Regions from separate parts of the Sus scrofa genome. Here region 2 is linked to region 1. The links are chromatin contacts, called in public HiChIP or PLAC-seq maps. All regions are on one chromosome and are shown on one strand. Each heading gives the region's core, a stretch centred on a gene start, on an enhancer-like site or on the middle of the called end of the contact. The rest is flanking DNA. Distances are from core to core; before and after follow the strand shown. Region 1 holds the start of MRPL39 (39S ribosomal protein L39, mitochondrial). Region 2 holds the start of GABPA (GA-binding protein alpha chain).

Region 1 (5,059 bases), core at 2,443-4,942:
AATACCTTATTTACTTCTCCAGGATCATCATCTTTGAAAGTAAGAAATTTAATTTCACAGGACTTGGTCAAAGGCTTGTACATGTCCCAAGGCTGTCCATCCACAAGGGCCAGAATGGACTTCCTGCAGTACCACTCACTTAAATCTAGAAATTTAAAACAGATTGAAGATCTAAATCTAACAAAACCCAAGTGAAAAGTTACATGTTTAAGTGCTATATAAAGAAATAAAACAGTAGAAAGGCAAGATGGTTCAAGCTGCCTTTTTTGGGGAGGAAAAAAAAAAAAATTGTAGCCAATAGAAAAAGAATTCCCAACACAGCCAATGTATTGTTTTCCTTGTTTTTTGTTTGTTTGTTTTTCTTCGATTTCCTGTTCAGCCATTTCATATAAGAAGAAGACACAAATGAATCCTCCCCCTTCAAATCATGGCAATTTAATCTATCCCATAAGCATAGCCACTAAAATCTATTATTAGGAGATAATGTGGTAGTCAAATGGGAAAATGTATTGTTAATTATTAATCAAATTACCCAAAGAAAGCATTTACAAAATCATTAAGGATAAGTCTAATTTGAAATTAACCTGTCGATTACTAAGTAATAAACAATTTTCAAGAGCTACACTTAAACATTCAGAGAGCAGCATCATAGGCGTATCATTATGGATATTTGGATATACACACACACCACTTAGGAGAGAAAAATATAAAAATATACACCCACAGGAAGTCTGTTCTGGATGTGTTTGGGGACTTGCTCCCAAACCCTCTCTTATCTCCTTAACACGCACTCTTCAAGTTAAATGCTACAGTTACCAGTTGTAAATTATCAGTATGAATTCACATGTAAGTCAATCAGTTCTGGTCTGTTATATGACTCTAGAATACAACTCCAATCCTGATTAGATTTTTTTTGAGTACACAACTATTTACAGAAGTGTTCAAAACACAGGTTCTAATTAAGTTCCATAAGGCAGGGATCATGCCGATTTTTGCTCACTCACCACTATATCTAGAGTCTAGCTCCAGGCCTAAACTATAAACAGGTACTCAATATAAGTTTACTGAATAATGGACAGTATGAATGATAAGCAAGTCTGAGGGTGGGGGTCATGCTGAGAGTGGTTCAGAGGCTTCATCTCTACATGTGATGTGTGTAAAATGCCTTCTGAGCGTTATCTTCGCCTCCTCCGTATTCCTAATGCCTATCTTACAGCAAACAAGTAAGAAATTCTAAGTACTAATTCAAGTGTGAAGGTAAATGAAGATCAAGAGTATACACTCAGGTCACTTTAGGCTTTTACCTATCATTAATTACTTAAATAGAATCATTACTAAGTTTTCCAAAAATCTGAGCAATGCAGCTAATTATATATGACAAGCATGTAGGTCTAAGTATGCATTTTTTGTTCTTTTGGAATTTAAACTTCACCAGTTCTATCAAAGCTACCACAAAAAGCATTCTGATTGAAAATAATGTATCAAGCCTCTGTTCCCTTCATTTCCACACAAAATCGCACCAGGGCATTGTTATCTCCCTTGAGATATGAACACAATAAATATTTTTACCCCAATCACACTCATCTCATGCACATCTCCACCCACACATTTACTACAGGTACGTGTAAATGTAAACAAAACACAACACACACAGAGGCAAGTGCAAGCAGATAAAAGATGTCGGTTAGGCTCTAAAGAGCAGGAAAGGAAAGGAAGGCAAAAAAGCGAGCCATCTGAGGCCAGAGAGGTCCCTCTGTCCCCAGATCTTTTAATGGGACTCACACGGTGACTGCTCACATTCCACCAGAGTGTGTCTAAAAGGGGCAAGCACACTAGTAGCAATGCTTTCAGGTCTGCCTTCTGCAGAAACCCTAGCACTCTAGACTCAGCCAGATGCAATCAAATCCAGGACAACCTTGCCAGACCCATGGACAGCTAAGCTGACAGCGAACACACAGCAAGACAGTAAGGGGAACTTCCAGCAAGTTCAGGAAGCAATTACAGCATCTTGTCTCCTCTGCCCTAGTTCTTCCTCTGATTTATGTAAAATCATCAAAACGGTATCCTGATTCATTACTTACGCATGGCACAACTATAAGGAGTTGAAATGTTTTTATTCATCACGAAGACAGTGCCAGGGTCAGTTTTCCCAACGTGTTTAACTTCAATCTTCTCAGTCCGGGGAGTTAAGGATAGCTGCCTGTTTTTCTCTTTGTTAAAGAGATCATTCTGCATCTCTATCAGTTCGGTCGGTGACAGCTGAGAAGCTGGTGATGTTGCTATCAATCCTGGGCAGAAGTTACAATAGATGTGAAGACTGACATAACAGTAACTTAAAAATGAATATGACAAAATAAATAACCTACTAACCTACCCTGTTCCACTCCCACATCACTACCCTCCTACAACAAGAGCAAGAGGCAAGGGAATTTTAAACGCCCTTTATCAAAATGAGCTCATCGGTAAACTTACACCCTTTCCAATACTAATCATTAAAACGCCGACAGAAGAAAACTGCAGCCTGCCCAGATCCGCACCTTCATTTCAACTGTGCTCTCTCACCATCGAGCTCCACTTCCCAGTTTCCTCGGCCGTATCCCGATCTGTGCTTTACAGTAAGGGCAGAAAGTAACCGGGAAGGGGAGTCCAAACCAGACCGGTCATTGGGAAGGTGAGCAAAGTTGTCGCTTGGAAAAGGTCTTCGGGGACATGAAAGCTCCAAGAGACTGGAGGTCCCGCGCGCAAACCTCCCCGTATCTAAATCGAGAAATGCTGAGTTTATTTTCCAAACCCCAAATCAGAGGTCCCCTGATTTAGTTCTCCTGATTTGCCTCAAATCGGGCAAGCAGGTACGAGTGTTCCCACGGGGAAATCAGGACGTGTATGCACCGGCACATGGGCTCTTCCCCCACCCCAGAGCCGTCCCGCCCCCCTAGGATCGGTACCCCCAAGGGCGGGAGGGCACGGCCGCCACAGCACGGACTTAAAGACCCTCCTCCGCACCAGCGCGGCGGGGCCTCCCAGGATCGGCCTCTGGCCCATTCTGGGCGGACACCACCTCCTAATCCTGGCTCCCGTCCCCATGGCCGCTGACACTCACTCCAGCCAGCCTCGCCGCGGGGGACGGCCCTCCAGAGCCGCAACCCCCAAGCCCCCATGGCCATGGCCTCCTTCCCGAGCGCAGGAACCGCCGCGCGCAGGTCCTGCTCTGTCTTCTTCCCCGGAAGCTCGGAGCGCGCACTCCGGGTTCCGTCAGGTAATTTCGTTCCGGGGCCCGGCCCCCGGCTGCATCTGCCACTAGGGGGCGCGAGAGTCAGTGGCCGGAGGTCCCGCGTCTGGAACCCGGTCTTTTCCAGGCGCTTGGAAGGTGACCAGAGGTCCTGGACGCCAGAGTGGCCGGTCTGCCACCCTGTGGGCTCTGTGGGAGAACAAGCATCTCTTTTGGAGCCTCAAAGCCCGAAACGCACCGTCACCCTCCGTCCTCCACGGGTTCGATCACCTGCTTCTTGCAAACAATATTTCTGAGGATAAAAAGTGAGGGACGGTGACTTCTGTTTTATTCTTTCATGGTCAGCCCTGCCGGCTCTACCGACGACATCTTCCAACTCGTGGCTTAACTCGATTTTTCAAGGGTGAGTTCTTAGGTTGGCTGGAGTGGGTCTGCGCCTGGCTTCTCCGTTCAGTAGGACCACAAAATGCGACCTGTAGATGTTGGAGGGAACTTGGTAATCCGTAGAGCTTTACAAATTATCTAGATTCGTTTTATATACTATAGAAAGAATATAGAGAACATATTAAGAGGCATCCCATGTCAAAGTGCGGGATTTTTGTTTCTTGCTCATTGATGGATCCCAAGCTTGGCGCATAGTAGGAACTGTATGTATGTTTGTTGAATGATTTGAATGCCCTTGCATTCAGCGCAGTCCGATTTCTTTGTCATACTAGAATGTTGCTTCTATTGAAGTAAGCATTCCCGAGATGAAGCATGAAAATGTTGTTATTCGATGTTTTGTTTTGAATAACAGCAGTTTTGGTTACTGCTGTGGCTTTACTTAAATCGTGTGCATTGACAAACTCAGCCCAGGGCCTCCCCACCTAACCCACCCCGCCTACCCACCCCGCTCTCCTTCTGCGCCTGGACTTGCAATTGGAATACACCACCACCAGGTGGCGATACTGGTTAAGGAACAGATGTCACTATCTGCCTCCTGTGGGGCAGCTGGGGGAGGGGAGTAGGTCCCAAGGTACAAACCAGCATAAGATAAATAAGTACTGGGGATGTACGTACAACATCATGACTGTAGTCGACAATTCTATGGGGGTATATTTAAAATTACTAAAGAAACCTGAAAGTTCTCATCACAAGGAAAACGGATTTGTTTTTGTGACTATAGGAGGTGATGAAGGTTGACTAAACTTACTGTGCTAAGTAATCGTTTTGCATTATAAACATATGTCAGATCATTATGCTGTACACCTTAAACAGTGCTGTACATTAGTTATAAAACTGGAAGGAGGGAGTTCCCGTCGTGGCGCAGTGGTTAACGAATCCGACTAGGAACCATGAGGTTGCGGGTTTGGTCCCCGGCCTTGCTCAGTGGGTTAAGGATCCAGCGTTGCCATGAGCTGTGGTGTAGGTCACAGACGCGGCTCAGATCCCGTGTTGCTGTGGCTCTGGTGTAGACCGGTGGCTACAGCTCTGATTAGACTCCTAGCCTGGGAATTCCATATGCCGAGGGAGCAGCCCTAGAATAGGTAAAGAGACAAAAAAAAAAAAAAAAAAAAAAAAAACTGGAAGGAAAAGGAGTCAGATCTGTCAAGGCATAGACCCAAATATGTATGCTGTATGTGTGGGCTGTGTATCTCTGACTTCCTCCTTAAATTTGCGTAGTTATTCCCTTGACACTCTTTGCTTCATTCGTCTTTTAGAATCTGCACTATTTAACCCCATTTAGTTGCCTTCATAACATTTTAGAACAATATTAAACAAAGCCTCAGAACATAAATTTTAGCGAGGTTTTTTTTTTTTTTTTTCTTTTTAAGGCCGCACCTGCGGATT
Region 2 (4,942 bases), core at 662-3,161, 120 kb after region 1:
CAAACTACTTAAAGAATTCATCCTATAGCACTCCTATAACTCAGCAGAGAAAAAATAATTGAGAAGACTCCAAGCAAACATTTTAGGGTATACTTAACATCATTCTCATTTCACATATACAGAAACTGACCCTTAGAGGTAAGTACCTGACCCAGTATAGTTATACAGTAGAATCTGAGGAGATACACATGTATTTTTAAAATTGTGCAATTCAATATGTATTTTCCCTCTGGCAACACACTTGACACTGCAATAAAGTCACTTTACATTTGTTTAGCCCCAGATATTTTGCAAAGTAGGTCCTAGCAATACTGGTAAAAAACAACAACAACAAAAAAAAAAACAGGGGAAAGTGATGGGTTTTTTTGGTCTGTTTTTAGGGCCATACCTGGGACAAAGGGAGGTTCCCAGGCTAAGGGTCTAATCAGAGCTGTTGCTGCTGGCCTACGCCAGAGCCACAGCAACCCGGGATCTGAGCCGTGTCTGTGACGTACACCACAGCTCACCGCAAAACTGGATCCTTAACCCATTAAGCAAGACCAGGGATCAAACCCACAACCTCATGGTTCCTAGTTGGATTTGTTTCCGCTGCACCACGATGGGAACTCCAGGTGTAAAGTGTTTTTCTCCCTCCTTTATTAGGGACAACAAATCAATGTTTAAGAATGGTTACTAAATTCCCCTTATTTCCCACAGTTAACTCATTCTGACTGCAAAGACCACGTTATTTCTATTTCAATACAGGTAAAATATCCATTTTCTGTCAAAGTATTAATGATTCCCAAATCATACCTTAAATTTTGATCTTTTTCCTCAACTCCAAACCTATACATTCAACAGCTCTGATCCTTTCATAAGTTCTATAGAGCCCTCTACTTACCTAAATTCAAAGTATCTAAAAAGTAAACACACAATCTCTGTCAAAACTTGCTTTCCTTTACTCCCTTTCATTTTTTTCCTCACTAGATCCCACTGATCTAGTGAGAAAGACACGTTATTGCACAAATAAATATAAAATACCTACTGTGATTAAGTTCTCTATTTGAGTACCATGGGGGGCCACTCAGGCCTGTAATAGGGATTTGAAACAGAAAAATTGGGACGGTAACAGCAAGAAAAAGTTTTAGCAGCCGCAGAGGCCTTAGACGGAGCATGGTCTCCTGATTACAGCGAAGACTGACCGGCCTAAGGTTTATGCTTTCGCTGCCTCTTTCGCATATTCCTAAAGTCAATCCATACTCGCCTAGCCTGACCCTCTCTTTTTCCTTCTTGGCAACCATGTTAACAACGTCTGTAAGCCAAGTCCCCTCTTCTGCAGCTAGCGTCTGCTTCGTTAGGGTTTTCGAGGGGTAGAACTGTAAAACAAAGCTGCTTAACCAAGTTTTAGCACTACCAATCCTTACAGTTGGGTTGCAAACTTTCAGGATTCCTATTACCCTTTTCCCTCTAACGTTCTACTTTAAATAGTTCAGAACAATCTCTTGCGCGCCCTGGCTGAACAGGCCTGGCTGCAGACCGGCCCGGCAGGCTTGACCTTGAGCTGTCCCAGCCGGGGAGATAGTCCAAAAGCCCCGGACTCCACGCCTCCCATACCATCCCGGTTTGCCCCGAGAGCAGTATTATCAGGGCTATTGAGTCTGCTACAACCTTCAGGCCTAAAAGCGCCGAGCAAAAACCCCGGGCCAGGCCGTGAAGGTATCCGGGATTTAAGGCTGCTCTCTCTTCCTGAAAGGCAGAGGTAATAAGCATCCCTGCCTCTCGTGAAGAAAGCCACAATCTGAGTTCTAGGAAACAAAGTTAGTCCACTACCCTCCCAGTCACCTTGTACTCAGTCCCGAGCTGCCAGAGCCAGCACCGCCGCCACCGTTCTACTTCCGGCCCTGGCTCCGCCCCCCACCCGCCTACCCGCCATTGCAAGGCATTGTGGGTCGCCGTTTCAGTCGGTCGACACTCACCGGACAGGAAGCGTCTCGGAGACAGTCTGCGACCGGACGGCTCTAGGTGAGACAGAAGCCAAACAGAAGGAGGAAGTGGAGGGTAAGTGCTTCCGGGTCCCCTGGACGCCTCCGCCATCTTTCCCTCGCCCAACTTGACCTGCTCTTCCCCCCTCGGAAATCTTTTGTACGCATGCGCACTTGGACTAGCCTTTCTCCTAATTCAGTTTCCCCCACCCCCACCCCGCGCCCCGAGTCAGCGTCCTATTCCTTGGGGGTGGTTGAGGTGTATGATTGCGCAGGCAAAGTGAGGGTGTAAAACAAAGCGGATTGGGGCGTTGCGTTACCTGTGCCTCGCGAGCCCCCGTAGCCTAGAGTGTCCGTTTCGCACAACCTGCTGGGAGTTGTAGTCCCGGACCCGGGGGTGCCTGGGAGGCGGGAGGGGGGTTGGAGTTTCTCAGCGCCGTTTTCGCGGGAAGGGCCCGGGGCCTCCCATTTCGAGTCGCGGGAGCTGCGGGTCTTACCGGGAGAGACGCTGCACGTGGAGCCCGCGCCGCTGCCGTTCTCAGCCGGCTCTGGAGTGCGGGCGGGGGCGACGGGGCTGAATCCGGAGCGGGTGAGTGCGGCCGCGGGGGAGGAGGGGAGCGCGGGCCCGCGCGGGCCGGCTTCGTTCCGGGGCCTTCTCCCCCACAGCGGCCCCCCCGCGGCCGCCTCTGTGTTTTGTTTCCGCTGGTCCCCGGCGCTGTGACTCCCATTTCCGTTCGTGGAGACTTGAGGGAGCCGGGTGGGGAGGGGCGGGGGAGGCTGTGCGGGGAGCGGAGGGGAGGGGCGGGGGGCGCGCGGCGCGGGGCTCTGCGAAGCCGCGCGCCCCCGGGGCTGGGGTCGTTCCTGTCACCTTTCGCCACCCCCTTCCTTTACTGTCCCCTGCTGGACTGTCCGCCGTGGTCTGCATTCGCAGTGGTCGAGATCCGATCCTGACGCCCCCAGGATTTCGGAGGAAGATGCAAAACCAATCTCCTTGCCAACTCAGCGATTCGCTCACTTCAAATTCAGTTGTATTTCTAGAATTGTTTTACAGTTGCATCCAAGCCATCTGTTAATGTATATGGTGTCCATTGGATTTCTTTTAAAAACGAGGAAGTAAGACGAGGAGGAAATGATGGGTTAATGTAGTTCATCAGCTTTTTTAGATTTTCATGTTGTGTTTCAGCTTGATTAGGTTAACGGCAGGGAGGACTACGCCTAATGTTGCGTTGCCAGAGCATGAGTAGTGATTTAGAAATACACGCAGAAAGTCTGACCCATGGGAGGAGCAAAGATTTAGAAGGCTTCACTTGAGCAAAGTGAGGAATTGGGCAGTGATAACATTCTTAGATACTGCGTTGTCTTAAACTTCCAAAGAAACTGGTCCACTCATTCGAAGCTACTTTAAGGGGATAATGACCTCTCTCAGGGTTTGACCCAGACTTTTCAAGTTTATTTATTTTTAAACATAGTCTGACACGAGGTGGACTTAAGTCAGTTTTACCTGGATTGTGTCTACAGGACCGAAAGCCTTGAGGGGTGTATATAGAGTCTGGAAGTAAGGACATAAATAATGAGGGAGATGTTAAATTGAGGCAAGGCATGTGGAGGCTGAATATTAAGTTAAAACTGTTGGTTTTCATTCACCTCCAGCTTTATTCATAAAACTTAAAAAGTCTGCAGGATAATTGAAAAAAAAAATACAATGAAATGATACAACCAACATCTTCACCTTCAGAGGTCACCAAGTGTTAACCTTTCTCCACATTTGCTTTCTCTCTTTCCATGTGTACACACATTCACACACACACAGACTTGTGTGCTTATTTTTAGCTATTGACTTTATTTTAAAAAAAAATATTTTTTAATTTCCTCAGGTATTTAAAAATATTTTTTAACTTGAGAAAATACGCAGTTGATCAGGCAGGTACTCCCCAATTACACTTGTTATTTATTTGTTGTCCTTTTACTGGGGTAAAATTGTCCTAAACACTGTAATTTAGTAATGTGTTCCAATGAAGAAGGATCATGCTGAAATTTATCTATGACTGTAAAAGAGAATGTTAAACGTAACTGTAAAGTTTTATTTGTATTTAGTTTGTAAATTTAGCTTGGGAGGCATTTTGAACCCAGGTTTGATTTGGTCTAGGAGAAACTAGCATGTCAAGGGGCACCTTTCCTGGGTAAAAAGGCTCCAAGTCATATTCTCTTCATATTCTCTTGTCCATTTTCTTTTTTTTTTTTTTTTTTTTTTTTTTTTGGCTTTTTGGCTTTTTGTCTTTTCTAGGTCCGCACCCACAGCACATGGAGGTTCCCAGGCTAGGGGTCCATTTGGAGCTGTAGCCACCAGCCTGCACCGGAGCCATGTCTGCAACCTACACCAGCACTCACGGCAACACCGGATCCTTAACCCACTGAGCAAGGCCAGGAATGGAACCCGCAATCTCATGGTTCCTAGTCGGATTCTCTAACCGCTGAGCTACAACGGGAACTCCTCTTGTCCATTTTCTGAAGTATTGATGTGGAATCCTGAGGAATAGGTTTCATAGAAAGAGCTAAAACCCACTCAATTAGTGATATCAAGATTTGGACAATTCCCAGATTTCTCCGTTGCTTCTTTAGGCTTCATTTAGAGATCTAAGAGAGAAAAACAAGCCTCTGTCTTAGTGCTTGTGCGTATTAAGGGTGCCACAGGTATTCCTGCTGATAATCCCTCAGGGCCATTTCTCGCCCTCTAGTCTTGTTTACTCAAAAACTGGATTCACCTCTTGGTGGGTGTCAAGCCAAAAGACACAACCAAGCCAAAGATCAGGAGAAGGAAGAATTTATTGCTGCAAGTAAGGAGAACATCTGGGATCTTTCCCAAAGCAATGAATCCCCTACAGCAAAATTGGGGAAGTGTTCATCTAAAGGTATATGCATGTTCGTGAAGGGGCTCCAGCAGGAGAGATCAGCATAGCATTAGGGCAGAGGTCCACAGAGCC

The links. HiChIP or PLAC-seq counts read pairs in DNA pulled down with a chosen protein or histone mark.
Region 2: an H3K27ac HiChIP or PLAC-seq map of alveolar macrophages shows a contact between it and region 1. The contact joins the promoter of GABPA here to the promoter of MRPL39 in region 1. A contact is called at or near these places in 1 of 5 promoter capture datasets (liver), 15 of 47 Hi-C or Micro-C datasets (blood, brain, differentiating spermatogonia and 10 more) and 2 of 2 datasets of contacts at active chromatin or transcription factors (alveolar macrophages and skeletal muscle).

What each region holds. Positions count from the first base shown.
Region 1 is chr13:189,162,610-189,167,668 of Sscrofa11.1, forward strand. MRPL39 (39S ribosomal protein L39, mitochondrial) reads right to left here and starts at 3,693. Exons shown (of 10, transcript XM_003132745.6): 1 at 3,101-3,693; 2 at 2,082-2,288; 3 at 6-145. The coding sequence starts at 3,164.
Region 2 is chr13:189,287,602-189,292,543 of Sscrofa11.1, forward strand. GABPA (GA-binding protein alpha chain) reads left to right here and starts at 1,912. Exons shown (of 10, transcript XM_021071441.1): 1 at 1,912-2,037. ATP5J (ATP synthase-coupling factor 6, mitochondrial) reads right to left here and starts at 2,633. Exons shown (of 6, transcript XM_021071448.1): 1 at 2,459-2,633; 2 at 2,282-2,362; 3 at 1,956-1,997.